Regions from separate parts of the Columba livia genome. Here region 1 is linked to region 2. The links are chromatin contacts, called in public Hi-C maps. All regions are on one chromosome and are shown on one strand. Each heading gives the region's core, a stretch centred on a gene start, on an enhancer-like site or on the middle of the called end of the contact. The rest is flanking DNA. Distances are from core to core; before and after follow the strand shown. Region 1 overlaps METTL8 (methyltransferase 8, tRNA N3-cytidine). Region 2 holds the start of GORASP2 (golgi reassembly stacking protein 2).

Region 1 (3,813 bases), core at 791-3,290, 150 kb before region 2:
TAGTGCTTTAGATATTTGCTGTAGTGCTTTTCTGTCATTTTGAGAAGACAGTAGTGAATGATGCTAAACATTGGCGGAAAAAAAGTCTGCTTCTATTCAGGTTAGTAATTGGGATAGTTTTCACATATTAGTTTTCAGAAATAATTAAGACCTATGTTAGCAAGCAAGTTAATGGGAAAGGGTTGAGTAAGCTGAACTGAAAGTAGCATTGCTCGATCTCATGTCAGGCCTACTCATGTTAAAATGGGTAGCTTGCTTTGCTGCTGTCCTTGTTCAGCTTAAAACGCTTCTGTGTTTAAGCACTTCTGTGCTTAGAATTCTTCTGTATCCTGTGTTCCTGCCAGCTTGCATTGCTGAAGGAGCTGCCTCATTTGAAACAACTGGACTATGTAAATAGTTTGCAGAAGAACTGTGCCTTGTCCCCTCTGCTGCAGATTTTGATCAAGAAGTGCTGCTGCAGTCCTGCTGTTTGGGCTCCATATAGAAATTTCTAGGAAAGAGCCAAGAGATCTTTCTTCAGCTTTATGAATTTCCAAGAAGGGACAAATGGAAAAAAAAAGTTGTTGATGAAGATGGAGGACTTCAGGCACCTGTAGTTTTGTGTGCAGAGCCCTTAAGGGCTCTGATAGACACACAGTGATGGATTAAAATTGATCAGCTAAAGTTTATACCACAGCAAGTGATACAGTCAGCCCTTCTGACAGATATTGCCATCTGAATAGTCCTCGGTTTCAGCTTGTTAGAATAGGCAAGGTCAAAACCTTCCAATATAGGTTGGGAAATTACATATTAGAGAGCAGTGTAGGGGAAAGGGACCTGGGGGTCCTGGTGGACAACAGGATGACCATGAGCCAGCACTGTGCCCTTGTGGCCAGGAAGGCCAATGGCATTCTGGGGTGTATTACAAGGGGGGTGGTTAGCAGATCGAGAGAGGTCCTCCTTCCCCTCTACTCCACCCTGGTCAGACCACATCTGGAATATTGTGTCCAGTTCTGGGCCCCTCAGTTCAAGAAGGACAGGGAACTGCTGGAGAGGGTCCAGCGTAGGGCAACAAAGATGATTAAGGGAGTGGAGCATCTCCCTAATGAATAAAGGCTGAGGGAGCTGGGGCTCTTTAGTTTGGAGAAGAGGAGACTGAGGGGTGACCTTATTAATGCTTATGAATATATAAAGGGTGAATGCCATGAGGATGGAGTCAGGCTCTTCTCGGTGGCAAACAATGATAGGACAAGGGGTAATGGGTTCAGACTGGAACACAAGAGGTTCCACTTAAATTTGAGAAGAAACTTCTTCTCAGTGAGGGTGACAGAGCACTGGAACAGGCTGCCCAGGGAGGTTGTGGAGTCTCCTTCTCTGCAGTCATTCAAAACCCACCTGGACATGTTCCTGTGCGACCTCACCTAGGCGTTCCTGCTCCAGCAGGGCGATAGACTAGATGATCTCTTGAGGTCCCTTCCAATCCCAACCATACTGTGATACTGTGAAAACCGGCCGTAGTGGTGAGGGAAGCAAGTCTTTCCAAGAAAATTACTGCCTATGAATGGTTTGGTCAGTCTGTTCTTTTCTACTGCAGCACATCTGTCAGAGCCTGGACACTGCACAGGAACATACAGGAAGGGGAGAGACAACTTGCTGGGTACAATAATGAGAAATATTTCAGTAGGCATGTGGAAATCATGTCTGAGGCAAGCAGACAAATACATACCAATTAGTCTCCCACAATTAACGAAAGAGGAACAAGAAAGGTCTAAGAATTGAATTAGCTACATATCACCAAGCATGCAACAGGAAGATGCTCGTTAGCTTTTAGAGGCAATCAAGTCTCTTCAAGTTGCCACCTTATTCCTTTTCCCATAGTAACCAATGGAATTCTAGTCATAGGCCTTCATTTAATTGATTTCAGTACAATTAGGATGCAACATAGTACTTAAATTATATTACCTAATTTAATCTGATTTCTGAAACTGTTTGGACTGGACGATTTGTAGGGACAGCTGATTAGCTTTTAAAAGCTGCCAGCAGCATGTTTTTGGGTACTCCCCATTGTGCCCTGATCCAAACACCAAATCTGCAGGAAAGGCAGTTTAGTCATCAGAGTAAGATCTTGGCTTGTTTCTGTGACCATTTAATGGATTAATATAACATTGAGTGAACCACTTTACACAAATGTAGATAGCACAGAGTCTGGAACCATTGCAGCATTAGTTGTCTTTTCTTAGGAGTGTCTCATTCTTTCTTATAAATGTTTCCTGTCTCTATTCCCCAAATAAGTAAAATCCCCTTCATCAGTTCGAGCCTTTCTATTTGAATAGGTGGATTATGCTCCCTGTTTCAGGAACAGCTGATTCATTTGCTGAATGACTTGTGTTCCTCATCGTAAACATTAGTCATGTGAGAAGTTTCTTGCATCAGGGTGTTTGTTGATAGGTCTATTATTATATCCAGCTAAACAAAATTTTAATGGAATACTCAAAATACATTCCTATAAATGCACTTAATTTACAAGATTAATCTTATTATTAAGAAAAAAATACATCCTACTCCAGCTTCTTCGCAGTTGGAAGATTTTTCTTAATCGTTTCACTTGAGTTTCACCTAACTAGTAATTAGTTTTTCTCTATCATACACTGAAACTTGTTTTTTAACTGTGGGTCTCCTTGTGGTCATTTGCTTGCATTCAAAAAGAAAAAGTGTTTGAGACAGTGTAGCTAATTTGTGACTGTTTTCCCTTGGGAAAAAGATTATGGAAAATCCTATTTAAAGGCTGATTCTTTAACTGCCTTTTGCAGGGACCACATGCAATGGTCACAAGAAGAAGAGGAGGCTGCCAGGGAAAAAGTGGTAGAGAACTCAGTTGTGAAAGTCCAATGGGAAGACCAAGGTAACGAATTTGTAATAGCTTAAAAATCCCAATTTTAGTGCTATTTATTAAAGCATTTAAGGATGGTTTAAAATCCAGTAAGACTCTCTATTTCTACATTGTCTTGCTTAACTTTGTTGATGTGATTTTTTTTTTTTTTTTAATTTCATTTTTTTCCTCAAAAGATTGTCTGAAAGTGTGTTTTTCTAGCAATTCAGTTATTTATTTTAGCAATTTTATGTTTGGGGTGGACAATAGGCTCTATATAAAACAAGTTCATCAGTATGGGGCAGTTGCAAGTTCTGGCTCCTTTTGCATTTCTGCAGAATATAACTTCTACTATACAGGACTGTTACTTCATCAAAGGGAATGAATTTGGAGCCAGCAAGGGTGCTGGGGATGAAAGTTCCCATGTACAGTATTCAAATGCTTTTTAACGATTTATGGATTGTTTAGGGAGCTGGTGTTTGTACATCGCACCATGTTTCAGCTCAGTGCTGTGAAAGTTGCACCGGTCCCAGCTGGTCCCAGCTTGCTGCCTGGGCCAGCCTCAGCTGGGAGAGCTTCAGGAAGCAGCGTGTTCGTGTTGTGTGGAATGTGTTCCAATACATCGTGCAGAGTCTGCTCTGTAAGTGGTTAAGGAACTTCACACGTGTCTTCAGAGGGGAAGCAATGTATTCTGGATTTCTGAAGAACGATAGCTCTAGGTTCAAACTGGTAAACTAAACCCTAGACTAAACTCCAGGATAGTTATGTATGCTAAAGCTGGAGTATCAACCTGATAGTAACATAGAAGACTGGATTCTTAATTTGTTTTTTTATTGGAAAGATATTCTGAAAACAATTACTTGGGTGTCCCAGGCCTCAGTTTCCTTAGTGTGTCTTGAACCTGTCAAATTAGATAGTGTCATTATGATCCTGTGCTCAGTTTCATTAATGAAACACGGGCATGC
Region 2 (3,609 bases), core at 714-3,213:
ACTGTAAGAAACCTGTGACTTGCAACAGTCTCTTTGCTCATCCCCCTGGCAACTTCTACTTGGCTCCTGCGGTCATTCAGAACCACGTAACTAATTTGTTTCATGGCCTTTTAACATGTATTTTTCATTTATCTGCCCTACCCAAACAAATTATTTCAATAATTGAAAAGATTTTCTGATGTTTCTCTAGTTTTCCAACAACTTAATGAAATATATGTTATTTACAGAAGTTTCGTATTATCAAATATATCTGACCTTATCTGAATTAGATCTGTAACACAGAAAGACTACTGCCATTTTCTTTTTACCGTTCTCATTTATCTGATCAAAATACTGAGCTCAGAAAGAAAGTCTACCTGAGAATAAATGAGAAGAAAATAGCAGTATTGCTTGACCCCAAGTTCCACCAAAGGTCAGTGCATGCAGACAGGCAGAGCATTTGTGTCCAGCTTCTCTAACACCAGGAGCAAAGACCACCATGACTTTCGCCTATATGCAAATTTTGACAGAGGAATGTTTGGATTTGATCAAAGCATCAATGTTTGATTCTCAAAAGCACTATGCAGCATTTTTAACACCTGAAAAATGATCTCTGTTCTTTTTTTCATCATGGTATTGTCCATATAGTTGTAGCTCTCTACTAGCAAGCTGGACTGATGAAGTACTAATTCCTGTGAGCTGAGGTCTTGTGCTCTTTCACGTGTCCAAAGTGTGGGGCCAGCTCTAGACAGAGAGCTGACCTGCGAAGGTCCGATGCCAACAGCAAAGCAGCCCGGCAGGGTGCAGTCAGGGTAGCCAGGCTGTAGCTACAGTGGCAAGAGGTTTTGCTGTGGGTATGGCTGTCAGCAGCTCCAGCAGAGTCACTGTATCACCCAGCGCGTTAGATCCAAGGACACAGCCCAGGTACCGCTCTGCTCAGTCTCTAACATCTTGTGATTCTGTGTGAAACACACGCTAAAGAACGGACTTCCAAAAGGCTGCTCACAAGACCTTTAAATGCAGCCTACCAAAATATTTTGTTGCACACAAACCCAAAGTTTTGTAGCCACAGCACGAACAGAAACTATGTACCTATGAAAAATAGCAACCCCGCCTCCACTGTGAATGCAGCTCTGGCAGGTGTGCCGCTTGTCATTTAAATGCCTCTGGAACTCCTGCTGAGGGCTGAAGCAGCTACCGTGCAAATCGCGACGCTGCGATCAAGATAAAACGCCCTACGTGTTACCGTAGCCAGACACCCAAAGGGCGCAGCTCTGAAACTGCAGTTTGAACGCGTACGAGCCAGCGTGCGAACAGCATTTTCTAGCGAGGAGAAGCAGCCCTGCCCTAAAATGCTGCCCAAAAAGCAGCAGCACCTCCCACGCACCGCGCCTGCCCGCCTGTTCACCAGCCGGACCACAGACGGCGTGACCCGACAGCACAGCCCGGCCACCGGGTCCCTCCAGCCGGGGAGAGGCGGCTCGGAGCTGCCGCGGCGGGCCGGGCCGGACGCAGGCCCCGGGCAGCTCCGCGCGGCTGAGGCGAAGCCCCGGGAGCGGCAGCGCGGAGCCGAGCCTGCTGACGGGGCGCCGGGGAACGGGCCATCCGCCTCCCCGCCCCGCCAGGAAGGGCAGCCGGCAGCGCGGACCGCCGCGCACCTCCCCGCTGACGCGGGCATGCCGCGGGGAGTCCCGCCGCCTCCGCGCGGGAGCCTTCGGGCCGCAAGAGCGCGGACCCGCGCAGGGAGAGGCCGCCGGGCCCAAGGGCCGCCGCCGGCCCAACAGTCACCCGAGCGGCGCGCCCGCCTCCCCGCCGCCCTCACCCGCAGGACGTGGTAGCCCTCGGTGCCCCCGCCGGGGATCTCGACGCTCTGCGAGGCGCCCATGGCGGGCGGCGCGGCTCCGCACAAAGCCCCGGCGCAGGACGTGGCACTCCCCGCCCCGCCCCCTCCGCGGCTCGGCAGGGGCGGGCACGGGCCGCGCGCGGGGCATGCCGGGAGGACGGGCCGCCGGCTCCGGCTGCAGCGCCCCCTGCCGGGCAGCCCCGCCGCCGAGAGGAGGCGGCGGCCGTACGGTGGCCGCGATGGACCACGCGCCTCCCTCTCGTCTCTGGTGCGACGGCGCCACCTGGCGGCCAAGAACGGCTCTGCAGGCGCGGGGCGGGAGAGCGTCCCTGGCGTTCGGGAGGCGCCGGCGGTGCCAGGTAGGTATAGTTAATTAATGTACATTAGCATTAATTATATTAATAATGTACCGTAAATAGGTGCACAGAACACAGAGAGGGCAAGCTGGGACAGGCCGTACCTTCTGCTGGCGACTCTAGTGTCACCGCTCCGTGTGCAGCCGATGAACGCCTGGAGCAGCAGCGAGCCCCGAGCGCTGTTCCGGCCGCGGGACGGGGCCGGCCGGGGCTCCAGCGTGACATGGAGGCACCGGGGCTGCCGGGTGCGCCTCGAACCGCCTGCGGGCTGCACCCGGGGCATTGACGCGTTGGTACGGAACAGCTTGGGTGAGAACCGGTGCCGGGAGCGGCATTTCGAATTAACCTGCTCCAGGGCGCACACCCCCTCGCAGACATCGGCAAGATAACGCGGCAGATTCTTATCTCAGACGCACGGGATGTCCTGACACGCAGCAGACAGAGATCTTTCTCCGGCTTGTTTGTGCCGAGCGAGGTGGTGAGAGCTGCCAGGCAGCCAGCACTGAAATCCAGCCCTGAGCTGGAGGAAGCGGACGGCGGATTTTCGGGAGTATTGTGAATCTCTGAGAGTGTCTCTTGTGCCTGGAAGATCCCAGATGCAGCTTTTGCACAGCCCATGCAAACCAGGGCCTTCTGGGTCTGGTACTACAGATCTGGAGGTGATCTCTTCAAGGAGTCCTGCCCTCACCAGTCATTTGCAGTAACACAGAAACAGCATTTGATAGGCAACTGGAACACAGTATTGAAGATCCTCAACTAAGCACAGAAAGGAAATTTGCATAAGCATGACCAGAAAACCATACCTCACTTCTTTTGGACTCATTTCCCTCTGTATTATCATAGTGTTTTATGGGTTAGTAAGCCTCTCTGCACTGTGCTTTGATTTACCCCTATGTTGCCCACAGAGATGACCCACTCCCTTCTCATCCTTGGCCACCTCCCTGTGCCCAGGTGTTTCCACCGAAGCAGCCAGCCTGTGTTTCTCCAGGTGCTCTCATCAGGTATGGCCAGTTCTGGATTGTGCTGGCACACTCATTCAGGCATGCTTACATACCTGCAGCATCTCACCTCAACATTACGAGAAGAAATCAACTCTAGTATGCCCAGAGGCAGCAGTACAAATCAAGAAAGCAAAGTGAATAATACATAAATAAACTATATATTACAAGAATGTCTGTGCTCTTAATACAGTACAAGAAAACTGTTACGGAGAGCTGATAAAGTAGAAGTCACACAAACAAGGCTAAAAACTATACCAGCTTAAGCAAATCTTACACTTCCACGCACATGCCATTGAGATTTGGGAGGAAAATCCCAGCTATATTAACTTCTTTCTTCCTACTAGAGGTTGACACTAGACAACAGTATAACACAGTGTGATCCAGGGACAGCAGCTGTGGTCTACCACCATTTATCCAAAGCTTCCTAAAG

Evidence for each region. Hi-C and Micro-C count contacts between places; a contact is called where the count stands out from the background.
Region 1: a Hi-C map of crop shows a contact between it and region 2, with 3 times the contacts expected there. The contact joins the enhancer-like site here to the promoter of GORASP2 in region 2. A contact is called at or near these places in 2 of 2 Hi-C or Micro-C datasets (crop and liver).

The regions. Positions count from the first base shown.
Region 1 is chr7:21,633,273-21,637,085 of bColLiv1.pat.W.v2, reverse strand. METTL8 (methyltransferase 8, tRNA N3-cytidine) reads left to right here. Exons shown (of 13, transcript XR_010473676.1): 4 at 2,790-2,881. Among named protein-coding and RNA genes, the nearest start is that of METTL8, 10 kb to the left of the region's middle. Within about 2 kb of position 2,040, at least 1 of the 3 cell types and tissues checked has an H3K27ac peak away from gene starts, as active enhancers do.
Region 2 is chr7:21,481,485-21,485,093 of bColLiv1.pat.W.v2, reverse strand. It overlaps GORASP2 (golgi reassembly stacking protein 2), which reads right to left and starts at 1,963. Exons shown (of 10, transcript XM_065068739.1): 1 at 1,802-1,963. The coding sequence starts at 1,864.